Regions from separate parts of the Sus scrofa genome. Here region 2 is linked to region 1. Evidence: chromatin contacts called from public HiChIP or PLAC-seq data. All regions are on one chromosome and are shown on one strand. The core of a region is the stretch at or near the end of the contact, and the rest is flanking DNA. Distances in the headings are between cores, read along the strand shown. Region 1 overlaps SH3PXD2A (SH3 and PX domain-containing protein 2A). Region 2 overlaps SH3PXD2A (SH3 and PX domain-containing protein 2A).

Region 1 (6,812 bases), core at 2,210-4,709:
CCAAGTCTTGTTCATCTTGGCATCCCTGTCGAGCCCCTGCCTGGCTCAGTGATGACAAAGAAGGGCTGAGTGAGCAGTTGTTAGACATGAAGTGCAATGCCAGATGGGCACAAGACTTCTTCCATCTCCCCCGGCCTCTCCATCCACACCACAGTCCCTCCTTCCCTTGGCCTCAGGATCTCTGAGCCCCTCCTGGGGTCAGTGTGGGGCACCTGCTCTAGAGCTCCCGGCTGGCCCTCTTGCCAGCTAGAATCCAGGGCAGCCCTTCAGCCCCTGGCCAGGGTTTCTTCCTCCGGTCCCCTAATGTGGGGAGGAGGTCCCTCTGACTCACAGCACCCTCAGCTCTCCTGGAAGGATCTGCCCACAGGGACCTGAGGCCTGGAGACATCTGTCATAACATGCCCAAGATCACCCAGTAAGCGGACGCTCCCACTGGGAATTCTCACAGTCTCCTCCCACACCTGATGGGGCCATTTTCACTGGGGCCTCTCCCCTCGCAGGAATGGAAAAGCCAAGCTCAGGGAGGTCCCACAGGCCAAGCACCAGGGACAAGGCCACGCCCTGGGTGAGTCTCCTGGAAGAAGGCAAAGGAATTCTCAGCACTCCTGGCTCCTCCCCAAGCCCATTCAAAGCAGCCTTGGGTGCCTACTGGAGCCAAGGGTCCCCCCTGCAGGGAACCCAGCAAACAAAGCCCTCCTCCAGGGTGGATGCGGAGCTGGAAGGAGCAGCCCAGAGCCTCCAACCCCCAGGGCGTTGGCAGGGAAAAACTGCACAGAGGAAATAGCTTCACCAACCACAGTGCCTCTATCCTAGGGAGCCGCAGAGATTAACCAAGAGGCACAGAGTGGGGAAGAAGCAAGTTACAAATTGCCTGAACTCTCTGCGCCTTAGCTTTCTCACCTGTGAAAGCGAAGCCATGCTGCCTGGGCAGGGGTGGTTACAGGACAGAAGGTACTGGCCCACGGTGTGATATACAGGAGGTGCTTCAACAGCCCCTTTCCTCCATAGTTTCTGATGTTAACAGTCTCCACAAAGAAGCAGATGGGTTTAGGTTGGGGTGAAAATACCTTGGGCCTAGGATGACTACCCTGGAGCCTGGAATGTGTTAGTGTGACTTAGAAAGGTTCTCTCCCTGAGCCTCTCCTGCTCCATTTCCCTTCCTGTCTCCTGACCCCTGGGCAACAATGTGGTCTAGTACAGATCCTACCCCAATCCAAGGAGAAGAGGCCACACCCCTAGTTCAGATGCCTCAGAAACTGCCTGGGACCTAGTGTCTCCTTCTAGCCTTACAACAGTTACAGTGATTGGTCAGGCAGTGGTGACTGACAGCCACAGGTACCAGTCGGGAAGCTCTTGAGCTTCCCACCCCTGCCCTGTCAATCTCTGGTGTCTCCTCCTCCCCAAACCCCAAAAGGGAGGGGTCTGCAGAGTCACCACCCTGCCTCCCAGCATACCAGCCATCACAGTCCCCTCAGCTGGGTCAGTGGGTAACTGCCTGGGTCCCAACTGGGAGACTGTAGGCTCCTTGACACAGGGATCAAGTCTTCCTTGATCTGCTTGTGCCTGGCTCACAGCAAGAGATAAAGGCTGAGGAATGAATGAATGTCCCTGACTACATGCTCGCTTCATTGCTTGGTTTGGTTTTCTCCCCTCTGAATGAGCCAGCCTATGATCAACACCTCACCACGGCAGGAAGATCCTGGTACATGATGGCAGAGAGACAGGGCAGGAAGCCGGGAAGTCACTGACCTAGCCTGCCCTCCAGACCCTGTCTCCTGGCCTCTGTGGAGTCATCTCATCACCACAGGGCCCTGGAGGAGAAACTCTGTTCCAGAAGTGGTTCTAAGGTGGGGATGCCTGGATGGAAGAAGATAACAGATGTCTGAGGGTCGAGGTGGGCCATGAATATCCCACCCTCTTAAACATGCCTTTGCAGTGAGCAGCCCAGCACACCCCAGCTGAGTCCCAGCCCTCAGCCACGGCACCTTCTAACTGCACCCCTCGGGGAATTAGGGGTATCTCCCTAACCCTGGCTCGTCCCTTAGCCTGGAAAGTAGAGGTCTCCGTCCCCTCTCCTTGTCCTAGGCCCTGACTCAATCCAGGCCCTAAGGTGGTGGGACGGCCCCATGGGGGCTGAGAGATGCAGGTGTGGAGGGCAGGCCAGAATCTACCTCCTAGCTGCCACATCAGCACTGACAAGATGCCCTGGCCCCACCAAAAGTGGGAGCCTTTTAAGTCCAAGGAGGCAAGTTTGTGTCAGCAGTGCGGTGAGGTCTGGGACACAGTGAGGGCTGGCTGGGAAACCAGAGGATGGGGTGCAGCCTTGGTGTTCCCTCCCCCTGTGCAAAGATCAGCTCCCTCTCTCTCCTCCGAGGAATGGTCAGTTACAAGCTGGCTCTGCTGGCAATGAGGTCCAGGCGTTTGCATTCCTGGTTCTCCTCCCATTACCAACGCCCAGGGGAAGCAGGCCCCTCACAATGTCAATACTCCAGGGAGCACTATTACTTATACCCAAGTGTGAAGGAGGTGACCTGATGCTTGCCTAGGAGATGCTGGTTGAGACCAGGGGAGGGAGATGGGAAGCAGCCCCGACCCCACCCCCACCCACCCAGGTCTGGGTTGGGACTAGGAGGGGTGAGAATGCCCATCATTTTGTTATCTTTACAGGTGGGTCAGGGGCTGTTCCAATGTGCTAAGCCTTTTCCACCCCACCCATGAAACCGTGTACAAGGCAGGTACAAGGCAAACATGCAGCAAATGCCCACATAGTGTGCAAAAGGGTCAGGACACTTGGCTGCCAGGCAGGATGGCGCTAAGGGTGTCCCAGGCAGACAAGACAGACTCAGGGGAAAATGGGCTTCTCCAGTTCACCTCCAGGAGGAACAGGGGCAGCAAATGGGCCCGGAAAACCCCTGCCCCCAAAGCAGTGGAAGTTGGTGTAACCCTCCTAACGCTGGGCCTTCAGGACCCTGTGCTGGCTTGAATACTGGCCTCGCTTTAAGTCCCAGAGCGATTGCTTTCACAGATCTTGTTTAACTTGAGAAGGATGGGGAGGAGGGGCAAGAAAAACTGCATTCTTCTCCATCAAAGCCAAGAGTCCAAAGTAATACTTTGGGTTGTAACTGATCCCGGCCTGTTTGTGATTACGGGCCCCTCGCTTGCTTTCTGGCAGAAGGGCCCTGGAACCCCGCAGCACGGCGGACGGAGAGAGACACCCCTGCTCACTTGGATAATCTTGTCCTCGTCTGACATGACCAAAAACGTCTGTCGGCCTCTCTGCTTTTAGCAGTTCTCCAGGGCAACTCTTCAAAACATTACTTTATTTTTAAAGGGGGGGGGGAGCTACCCCCCAACCCCTACCATGAAATTCCACAACACTAATCATATTCCTTCTGTTACCAGCACCAGCCTGGAAAACACAGCAGCGCCAGCCCTCCCATTGGCTGATGCAAATTAAAGGAGAGAGGGAGGCTCAGGATTGGACAATCTTCCTCTTTTGCCTGCCCGCTCCCTTTCATTAGGGGAGGGGACACACACACACACACACACACACCACCACACACACACCACACACACACACACACACACACACACACACACACACACCCCTTTCACAGCCATAGCACAGAAGTGGCTTAGCAAAGCTCAAGACTATTTCTCAGCTGTTCTTTCTCCAGAAATTTAATCTGCAGAGCATTTGGCCTCACGAAGCCCATTCCAAAGGTGTCCAGGAGCCCACGGGCCCTGTGATCATCATTACAAACCCAGAAGTTTGTAGCCAGTGACCCATTTGGCAGCTCGGGGAGCTGCCTGAAAGCTGCCAACATGGTCAGATTCCCCTTGCCTGCTTCCTCTAAGCTGAAACTGGTTTCTTCCTGGAGCCCAGGGGCTAGAGGGGATCTTAGGCGTTCTGGAACTATGAAGATGAAAGGCCTGCTTCTTGCATGGCTTGGTAAAGCCTGATGGTCAGGGGAAGAAGGGAGCTTGGTATCTAGAAAGCAGTCCTGGCCACTGTCCTCACTCCAAGCCACACCTCCGTTCTACAGGTGAAGAAAGCAGATGCTCGGGAGGTATAGGGACTTGCCTTGAGGTCACCTGGTTAGTGGGTGGCTGAGCCTGGAACCTCTTAGGCAAAGCTTAGCGTTCCTCCCACAAGGGCTGCCCTGCGCACCAAGATGACACCCTGAGTCCAGCACCCAGTGGAAACACCTTGGCCCAATGCCTCAAGCAAGAAGTAGGTGGCTGGAACTGGCAGAAAGCTCCCCAGGGCACGGGGAGGTCACTTGGCCAGGCTGGGGAGAAGCCTGTAGGTAACATGCAGGCATTGGTGCAGGGCCCAGGCCCCCAGGCCTTGCTGTGGGTACAGCCTGAATTCTGACTCAGTCAATAGATGATGAGCACGCTGAGCAGAGAAGGCTGGGGCCTTGTGAGGGCATCGCTTACAAGTACAGAAAACAAACGAGAAGAGACAGAGTGTTCAGAAACACAGGGCTTGGCGGTCCAGCCAACCTCAACAGCAATCCCTCCACTTTCCTGGTGGGGAGGGAAGAACAAAAGGGGCCAAGGAAGCAGCACCTTGGACTTGGGAGAAACCTATAGTCAGCCAGTGGGACAGTCCCACCCTGGACAGGGAAGTGGCGCTGCTGGAAGGGGGAGTCCGCATTCAAGTCGGGGTGTTTGAAGTTGACCTCACAGGGGGAAAGGTACCTCACTTGAAAAAGGAGCCTGTTTGAATGCACGGGGTTGGGGACAATCTGCCGGCCTCTGCTCTGCCTGTGTCCAGGCTCCAGCTATGTTAGCACGAGGCTGAGGGACCCAGGATGGGGAGCTGAAGAGCTGGCTCACCACCCCCACAACCTGGGGGACAAGCTGGGCTTCAGGCAGGGAGAGGCCAGATTGACTGCACCTAGCCCTGGGTGGCCTCGAAGGAGCTAGGAGACGCCAGCACATCTTGCGAATGGCTACGTCTGCACCAACGGTCCCCAGCCACGTGGTAGCCCTGCCACTCACTCGCCATGGGACACTAGGCAAGTGACTTCAGGCCTCTGTTCCTCCTCTGTCAAGGGAGGGATTCAGGCAGATGGTTGGAAATATCCCCCTCAGCTTATCTCCTTCACTGGACCCTCGAGGCCCTCAACGCGCTGCTCCAGCCTGTTTATCGCTAGGGGAATGTCTCCTCTCTTGTTCCTGCCACTGCCCACACCTTTGCAGGTGTCATTCACTCAGCGTGGAGCACCTTCCTCCTTCAGCCCCTGGTTCAAGGCCTTCATTCTCCAGGAGACTTCCTTGACCACTGACCCAGGCACCGCCCCCCCCCCAAGGAGACATGGTGCATGGAAGCCCACGGCCTGCGGAGCAGACTGGGCCTCCTGGTCCCGCCCTCCCGCCCCCTCAAGCCCACTGTGCTTTCTGCTGGATGGGAGCACCACAGACCCACTGCATCTGGACCTTTACCCTGCAGGCAAGAGGCAGCCCTAGAATGTTGTCACCTCCAAGGATCAGACGATAGAGATGACTGCTGTTTGTCTACTGCTGCACCCCAGTGCTGGGCACACAGTAGGTGCTCTGTCACCTGAATGAGCAAAAGGCATCCTGTGCAAGCAGCGCCTGCATGCAGGATGTCACTCAGACAGGGCTGGGACTGCTGAAGGACCTGGGGGAGGGGGAAGGAGAAGCATAGAACTCTTCGCTGGGTCATGTGGGCTTGGGGGAGGGGCCAGGACAGATCTATTTGGACAAAGAGAAGGCGGCATAGTGGGCTGGGGCCCTGCCTAGCAACCCCTAGGCACAGCCCAGGCTCTGCTCAGACCCTCAGTCCTGGTAAGCAGATCTCTGCGGGAGATCCCAAGTGACCTTGACCCATCCACCCATCCAGCCCAGCCTCGCCCCATGGACCTGCCTGAGCCAAATGCTGCAACACTCACACAACTCTTCTGCAGGAAACTGAACTAACGAACGCCCCCTCCCCCTTCACATTCCCTCTGCCCTACCCATCAGCTTCTCTCCTACCCCAGCTGGGGCTTCAGCAGGACTGACCTCTGCTCTCCTGCTCCCTGTGGCCTGGAGAATTCACAGCAGAGCACTTTAGGGTTTGGCTTTCCAAAAAAGTAAAATCCACAGGGAGAAGAAATGCAAACATCCAGATTTCTAAACACTGGATAAACAGCACTGGATAAAGAGTATGGAAATCCACGCCCCACCTCCCAGCTGTGCAACGTCTGGGGCAAGTCCCTTAACCACTCTAGGCTTTAATCTCCACCTGGGATGGAGAGAATGACAGCATCTGCCGTCCTTCTTACCAAGATGTTGCATAAATCACACGGTTTTTATAGCCTGTACAACATAAAATATTCTGATTCAGAAAGAGGTCACCTTGAAAAATGTTCCCACTTCCCTACGAGCTGGCAATAATAAGCAGGCATTTGCTCTCCAGGTGGCCTTGACCTCTCCAATAACCCCTCTAGCATGAGACTTCAGAAAACATGCAGGCTTCCGGCCACTGCACTTAGAACATCCCTTAAAACAAGGTTCTGGGACACAGTGATCTAAGGGCGGCCTGTGGCAATGCCAGTGCAGCAGATGTAACAGGAGAGGGATCTGCTATCACGGCGCACCAACCTCAGGTGCACTCACTCTGGAGCCAGTTCTTGGCGGACCCTTTCTCTGAGTCTGGCTTTCTCCCACCTCCCACGGTGCCCGGGCCACTTCCCCACAATCCAGTCCGACAAAAGAGCTTAGGCAGGCAGATGCATTTTAGCATGAGCCTGAGGGGTGCCTGACGAAGAAGGGACAGTGGTGCCATAATTCCATTC
Region 2 (6,413 bases), core at 3,261-5,760, 210 kb after region 1:
CCCACGCCATCCCTTACAGAGCCCACTCTGCAAGTTCACGGTCAGCACTGGGCAGCACCCCCACCCCTCACTCCCTGGAGCTGCCATCAGATAAGAGTGATCCATTTCCGCCAGGTCTGAAGTTCACACTCCAGGGATCCCAAAGACGGACCAGAGGGCCCCCCACGCCCCACTGCATAATTCATGCTGCACTGACACACCCAGAGGAAGGAATCCTGCCCCCACCCCACCGTGCACCTCCGCCCAGGCTTTGGGAGGGTGGCTTCCTCACCAGGCAAAGGGAAATGACAGCAAAAGGCCAGAGAAAGCAGCCAGGGAGTGAGGGGCAGAAAGCACAGCTGTTTCCCCTTTGCTAACTAAGCCCCCTGGAGGTCACTTCCTCCCCTCAGGTAACAGTGGGGATATTTGGGACTGGACATTGCTCTGTCTCTACCGGCTGGTAAAAATGACGGGCTTGGAAAGACACAAAGCGTAGTTCCCAGAGGTGGTTTTCTAGAAAACATCTTCACTGGAGGCCTAAAAGGATCCTGAGCCAACCCTGGCTGCAGGCTTCTCGGTGGACGTAGCACGGCAAGGAAACCTTGTCCTAAAACACCCCAGCATCAGGAGAAGCTCCTTGCGGTAAAGCATCCTCTTCCCAAACGACTAAGAAATCAGGCTGGGGGATCTAGGACCCCTTCACACAGCTATTTTCTCTGGGCTCATTGTTTTCCAAAGCAGCTTGCATAACCACCCTCCCCTCCGCAAGGGAGGACAGAAAGCAAACAACCAGCCCATTTTTTAGATGGGCAAATGGAGATCTGGTGGAGAAGGTGACATATGGGAGGTCTCACATTTCGAGAAGCCAACCAGCCAGGCCTCAGGGGGAATCTCTGGGGGCCCAGTCTCCCCAGGTGCTTCATGATTAAGGGCTGGGAGACTTCCATGGGGACAGGGCCAGCTCTGGAGCCAGCAGGCCTGGGTCAGGGCAGGCACTTCTCCACGCACAGCTGAGAAGTACTGGCAACTCACGTAAGCTTTCTGGGCATCCTCGTTTCTCGGCGTCCTCGTCGGCACAACATGGATGCAGGCAGTAACGAACGCTTTGGTGGGCTATTTGGAGAGTTTTTGTGAAAAACTCAACATACAGGAAGCATTCGGAGATGTTAGCTGTTGTTTTTATTATTACGTTTTCCCTGAAGAATAAAGCCCACCAGAATATCTGGCAGAGGGGTGGGGGGTAAATAAATGAAGAGGTAGTCTGAAGCACTGTATTTAAAACTATACTAAGTTCAGGAGTTCCTGCTGCGACTCGGCGGTAACAAACCCGACTAATAACCGTGAGGATGTGGGTTCAATCCCTGGCCCCGGACAGTGGGTTAAGAATCCAATGTTGCTGTGGCTGTGGTATAGGCCAGCAGCTTCAGCTCTGAGTCCACTTCTAGCCTGAGAACTTCCATATGCCATGGGTGTGACCCTAAAAAGAATTTTTTTTTAAGTAAAACAACAACAACAACAACAACAAAACTTTAAAACAAGTTCAGAGATGTTGAAGTTGAGGACAACGTTGGCCTGAATGTTTCAGGGAGCACAGAGACCTCAGAGATGCCCTGGGCTCCCCCCAGACACCCCAAGGACAGGGGTCTCCTCTCTCTTGCTGCTGAGGAGCTTCAGGGCAGTGCTCAGGAGTGGGGATAGAAATGACTGTACAGATGGCCAGCAAACACATGAAAAAATGCTCAACATCACTAATTATAAGAGAAATGCAAATCAAAACTACCATGAGATACCACCTCACACCAGTTAGAATGGCCATCACTAGTAAGTCCACAAATAACAAGTGCTAGAGGGGTTGTGGAGAAAAGGGAACCCTCCTGCACTGCTGATGGGAATGTAAACTGGTACAGCCACTATGGAGAACAGTTTGGAGATACCTTAGAAATCTATACATACAACCTCCACATGACCCCGCAATCCCACTCTTGGGCATATATCTGGACAAAACTCTACTTAAAACAGACACAGGAATCCGCATGTTCATTGCAGCACTATTCACCATAGCCAGGACATGGAAACAACCCACATGTCTATCCACAGATGATTGGATTCAGAAGATGATGTATATATACACAATGGAATACTACTCAGCCATAAAAAAGAATGACATAATGCCATTTGCAGCAACATGGATGGAACTAGAGAATCTCATACTGAGTGAAATGAGTCAGAAAGACAAAGACAAATACCATATAATATCACTTATAACTGGAATCTAATATCCAGCACAAATGAACATCTCCACAGAAAAGAAAATCATGGACTTGGAAAATAGATTTGTGGTTGCCTGATGGGAGAGGGAGGGAGTGGGAGGGATCGGGAGCTTGGGGTTATCAGATACAACTTAGAATAGATTTACAAGGAGATCCTGCTGAATAGCATTGAGAACTATGTCTAGATACTCATATTGCAGCAGAACAAAGGGTGGGGGGAAAATGTATACATGTAAGGATAACTTGATCCCCTTGCTGTACAGTGGGGGAAAAAAATAAATAAATAAAAATAAATAAATAAATAAATAAATAAATAAATAAAATAGCCTGTTGATTCAAAGAAAAAAAAAAAAGAAAAGAAATGACTGTACTGCAACCCCCTGCTGCATACCAGGCCCTGCCAGCCAGCAGGGGCCACAGGCCTTACTGCTCCCCTCCCTACTCTCCCCCCTCCCCTCCCTCCCCAGACCTCTGGGGTGCAATCAACTTTTATGAGGCAGCCTGACCCCTTGGAGTAAGAGCTATAAACAGAGAGGGGCTGGGCTCCAGGCTGCCAGCTAAAGAGACCTCAAGGCAGAGCTGCAGACACAGTTCCTGTCCTTACTGAGCTCTGTTCCTGCCATGGCTGCAAGAACAACTCTAGAGCCAGGTCAGGGGCCCCAGAAGGACCCTACAGCGACAAGCAGCTCCCTTTCCGCTGCAATCCTTGGGAGGAGCAGAAGGTGCAGAGGTGTCTATACACAAAATTCTGAGTTCCCTAGCCTGGTATGGGAGGCTCTCAGAAGCTGGCCCACCCCTCCTCCTCCTTCTCCTCCTCCACCCCCTCCTCTTCTCCCTCAACACGGGTTTTGCCCACATTCTCCTAATGTGCTCCACCTCCAGCACTGCTGCTTTTCCCCTTCTTGAAATGCCCTTCCACTTTTCCTCCCACCTCAATCCTATCCCTTCCCGTCCAAATCCTACCTACTCCCCAAGGCGCATCACAAAGCTCGCCTTCTTCAGGCTGCCAGTCCTGGCTGAACACTCCAGTTCACAGAGAGCTTTCCCCTCCGAAAAGCTTTAGGACTTAATCATTATTAGAACAAATACCTATGCTGCACTTAACATGTGCCGGGTACCGTTCTAAGCTCTTTACATTTGTTAACTCGACCTTCACCCCAACCCTTTGAGCTAGGTCCCATTTTCCCCTCTGTTTGTTGTGGTTGTTGTTTAAACAGATGAGGAAACAGAGGCACGTTCTCTAGAAGCAGCGTGCACTGGGTCCCACAGTAGTAGGTGGGAGAGACAGGATTCCAGCCCAGGGACACAAGGACCCAGGGGCTCTCTGACATCGCAGCCTTCCAGATACAGGTCATCCTCTCAGGGGGTGTGGCCTGGACTCCCGGGTTATTTTCATGGCCCCTCTCTCACTGACTCAGCTCTAATGGGGAAGAAAGTGACAAGCTCACAGAGCCGGTGTCAGAGGCCAGGTTAAGAACTCCAGCTTCACCAGTGAATTACTCTGAGTGAGAGGCACATAAACTCTCTTTGACTCTATTTTCACATCTGTAAAACACCTACGTACTTCAAGGGGTTGTCATGACACTTAAATTAAATCCCCCTGAAAAGCCTCTTCTGCACTGCCTGGCACATTGTAGGTACTCGCATGCTGGTTCTTCCCCTTTTCACGCATCTTGACATCTTTGTTGGGCTCTGCTCAGCACCTGCTGCTGCTGTGACCTGCCAGGAGGTTACCTGGGGGTTCCTGTGGCTCATCCTCCCACCCTCCACTACAAGTAGCAGCAGCCCAGGCGCCCAGGCGAGAAACACATAGCTCTGGGAATCGCCTCTTGAAACGCTGATCACCCTCCTGGACTCTTCCATTATTTTTGGCAACGGCCATGGCAGAGAACACCTCTGGCGCTGGCTCAGAACCTATTTCCAAAGCCAGAATCTCCACCTCATTTCCCACACACACCCCTTGTCCTTCCTGTTCCCTGGATCCCTGTCCTAATCCATGATCCCTTTCCTGGATTCTCAGAACTCAAGAGGAGTAAGTGTGACTACCGTATGTATAACTCTCTTATTTTTTCATTTTACTTAATAAAGAGGAAAAATAGAACAGAGGTGCCTGGTGGACTTTTCTGGCCAAGGAGGAGTCTGGTCAGTGACTCAGGCTAAGGAAATTAGAAGGCAATTTCCAGGGACCGCTGTGCAAACCCCAAAGTCAGAAGTCCTAACAACACTCCTCTAGTTCACAGCCTTTGCTGGCCATTAACTCATGCTGGCCCCAGAATAGCTCTCTGGAAAATGCAGCAGCTGGTGCTTATATTTCTGGAGCTGGAACCGTCTCCTATGACATCAAATGGGTTTATTTTTCCCTTCTCTTTGCCTCCCCTCTGCCTGCTACCACACACAGCGATTCCAATCCTGATTTGTCCCCCAAACCCTCACTCAGCTCTAAAGAGGGCCATGATGCATGGTGGGCTGCACTCCCTCTCCCAACAGCCTTGAAGGATGTGGTCGGTCGTTCCATGAGCAGGAACCCTTGTCAGACCTGTGAATCATGCCTAGCTCACTTCCCTCTTTGGAGAAGAAGAAACTGTTCTCGTGTGAGAGAGCGACAGAGAGAAAGAAAACAGGCAAGACTGCTAAGCCCTGTGTGGCACTGACCTTGGGGCTAGGATCCTATTTGACCTTGCCCTTACCCGTAGCACCTCTACTCCTCTCCCCCAACACATGCGCCTTCCCTTCTCCTTCCCAACATCCCAGGAAGCCATCACTAGGTCAGCTCCAGGAAGCCCTCCAGGTCTGAACAGCTGCTCCTTGTTTATCTGTTTCTCGTGTATGCTGGGCGTTTTCCACAGGGCATGCAGCCTACTTTCCCATCAGACTGTGAACAGCTGAGCCTTCCTTTTTTGCCTCAGTCTTTCCTCCTCTGGCAGCTGCACCTATCGAGTCCTAAAAGTACTCAAAGTGTTTTTGGTGATGAGGAACATCGGATGGAAACGACTTTATGTTGAGTACCCATGACGGGGGCCGGGTCCTAAGTAGGAGCTTTGCCCCCAAATTATCTCAGATCCATTTCCCCAAAGCCCTGAGAGGCTACGGGTGAGGAAACAGACTCAGAGTGGCTGGCCTAAGGTCATACATGTAGGAAGAGCCAGAGGTGGGATTCGAAGCCTGATCTGCCCAACACCACTCATTCCAAAGGGGAACTGGCCTGAGAGGACCCTTCCCACACTGCAGCTGCAGCCTTCCTCCCGTGGGGCTGGATCCACAGTCTAAGGGCTTAACTAAAAATGAAGGGCAGAGGCGTTCCCATTGTGGCTCAGAGGAAACAAATCTGACTAGCATCCATGAGGACACAGGTTCAATCCCTGGCCTCATTCAGCGGGTTAAGGATCCGGCGTTGCCGTGAGCTGTGGTATAGGTCACAGACGTGGCTCGGATCCCACCTTGCTGTGGCTGCGGCGTAGGCTGGTGGCTACAGCTCCGATTCGACCCCCTGCCTGGGAAACTCCATGTGCTCTAAGTGCAGCCCTAAAATAAATAAATAAAAACAAAAATGAAGAGCAGAGAAATGAGGGGGTCTGAGGCCAACCGCTAAAAATGTTGCTCCCAGACTCAAGACTAAAATCCGTTCTGCTCTACACACACAGGAGAATGTATTATTTCTACAGGATGGGTCCTTAATTTATCACCTCAAGCATCACTGGGAAGCAGATATCATCTTGGATTTGTCCCACCCCTCCTGCTTCATAGTGACCTCCCTCCATCACCCGTCACACACGCACTTCCAGGGCACAAGGTGAAAGTCCCACTCAGTGAGCCAATCCTCAAATGCCACCCTGTGTTGGTCTCTCATGGTCATGTAATCCCCAGTATGGTCTTCCCAGCCAGACTCCAGTGGAGGAGAAGGGCCCCATTTTAGGTTCATATCTTCCTTTGGAGGTAATCTGACCTGAGTTGACCCAGATCTGGCTTGTACTCACTGGGAGACCCTGAGCAACCTCTACTCTCCCCAAGTCTCAGCTCACCCATCCAAATAAAGGAAGCAAAGAACCTACCCCACATTGGGGGACATGAGGGGACACCCAGTGAACTATAGGAATCACATGAAATCCTGCATATTAAGCATTTGGCACCACCCATGGTAACTGCTGCTAACACCAGCTATTATTT

Evidence for each region. HiChIP or PLAC-seq counts read pairs in DNA pulled down with a chosen protein or histone mark.
Region 2: a contact with region 1 is called in an H3K27ac HiChIP or PLAC-seq map of skeletal muscle. The contact joins two enhancer-like sites. A contact is called at or near these places in 1 of 5 promoter capture datasets (fetal liver) and 1 of 2 datasets of contacts at active chromatin or transcription factors (skeletal muscle).

What each region holds. Positions count from the first base shown.
Region 1 is chr14:114,559,657-114,566,468 of Sscrofa11.1, forward strand. The region is part of intron 8 of SH3PXD2A (SH3 and PX domain-containing protein 2A); the gene reads right to left. Among named protein-coding and RNA genes, the nearest start is that of NEURL1, 130 kb to the left of the region's middle. Within about 2 kb of position 3,460, at least 22 of the 83 cell types and tissues checked have an H3K27ac peak or open chromatin away from gene starts, as enhancers often do. A contact at or near this core is called in skeletal muscle, where this site is marked.
Region 2 is chr14:114,766,616-114,773,028 of Sscrofa11.1, forward strand. All of the region lies in intron 1 of SH3PXD2A (SH3 and PX domain-containing protein 2A), which reads right to left. Among named protein-coding and RNA genes, the nearest start is that of SH3PXD2A, 7.4 kb to the right of the region's middle. Within about 2 kb of position 4,511, at least 27 of the 83 cell types and tissues checked have an H3K27ac peak or open chromatin away from gene starts, as enhancers often do. A contact at or near this core is called in skeletal muscle, where this site is marked.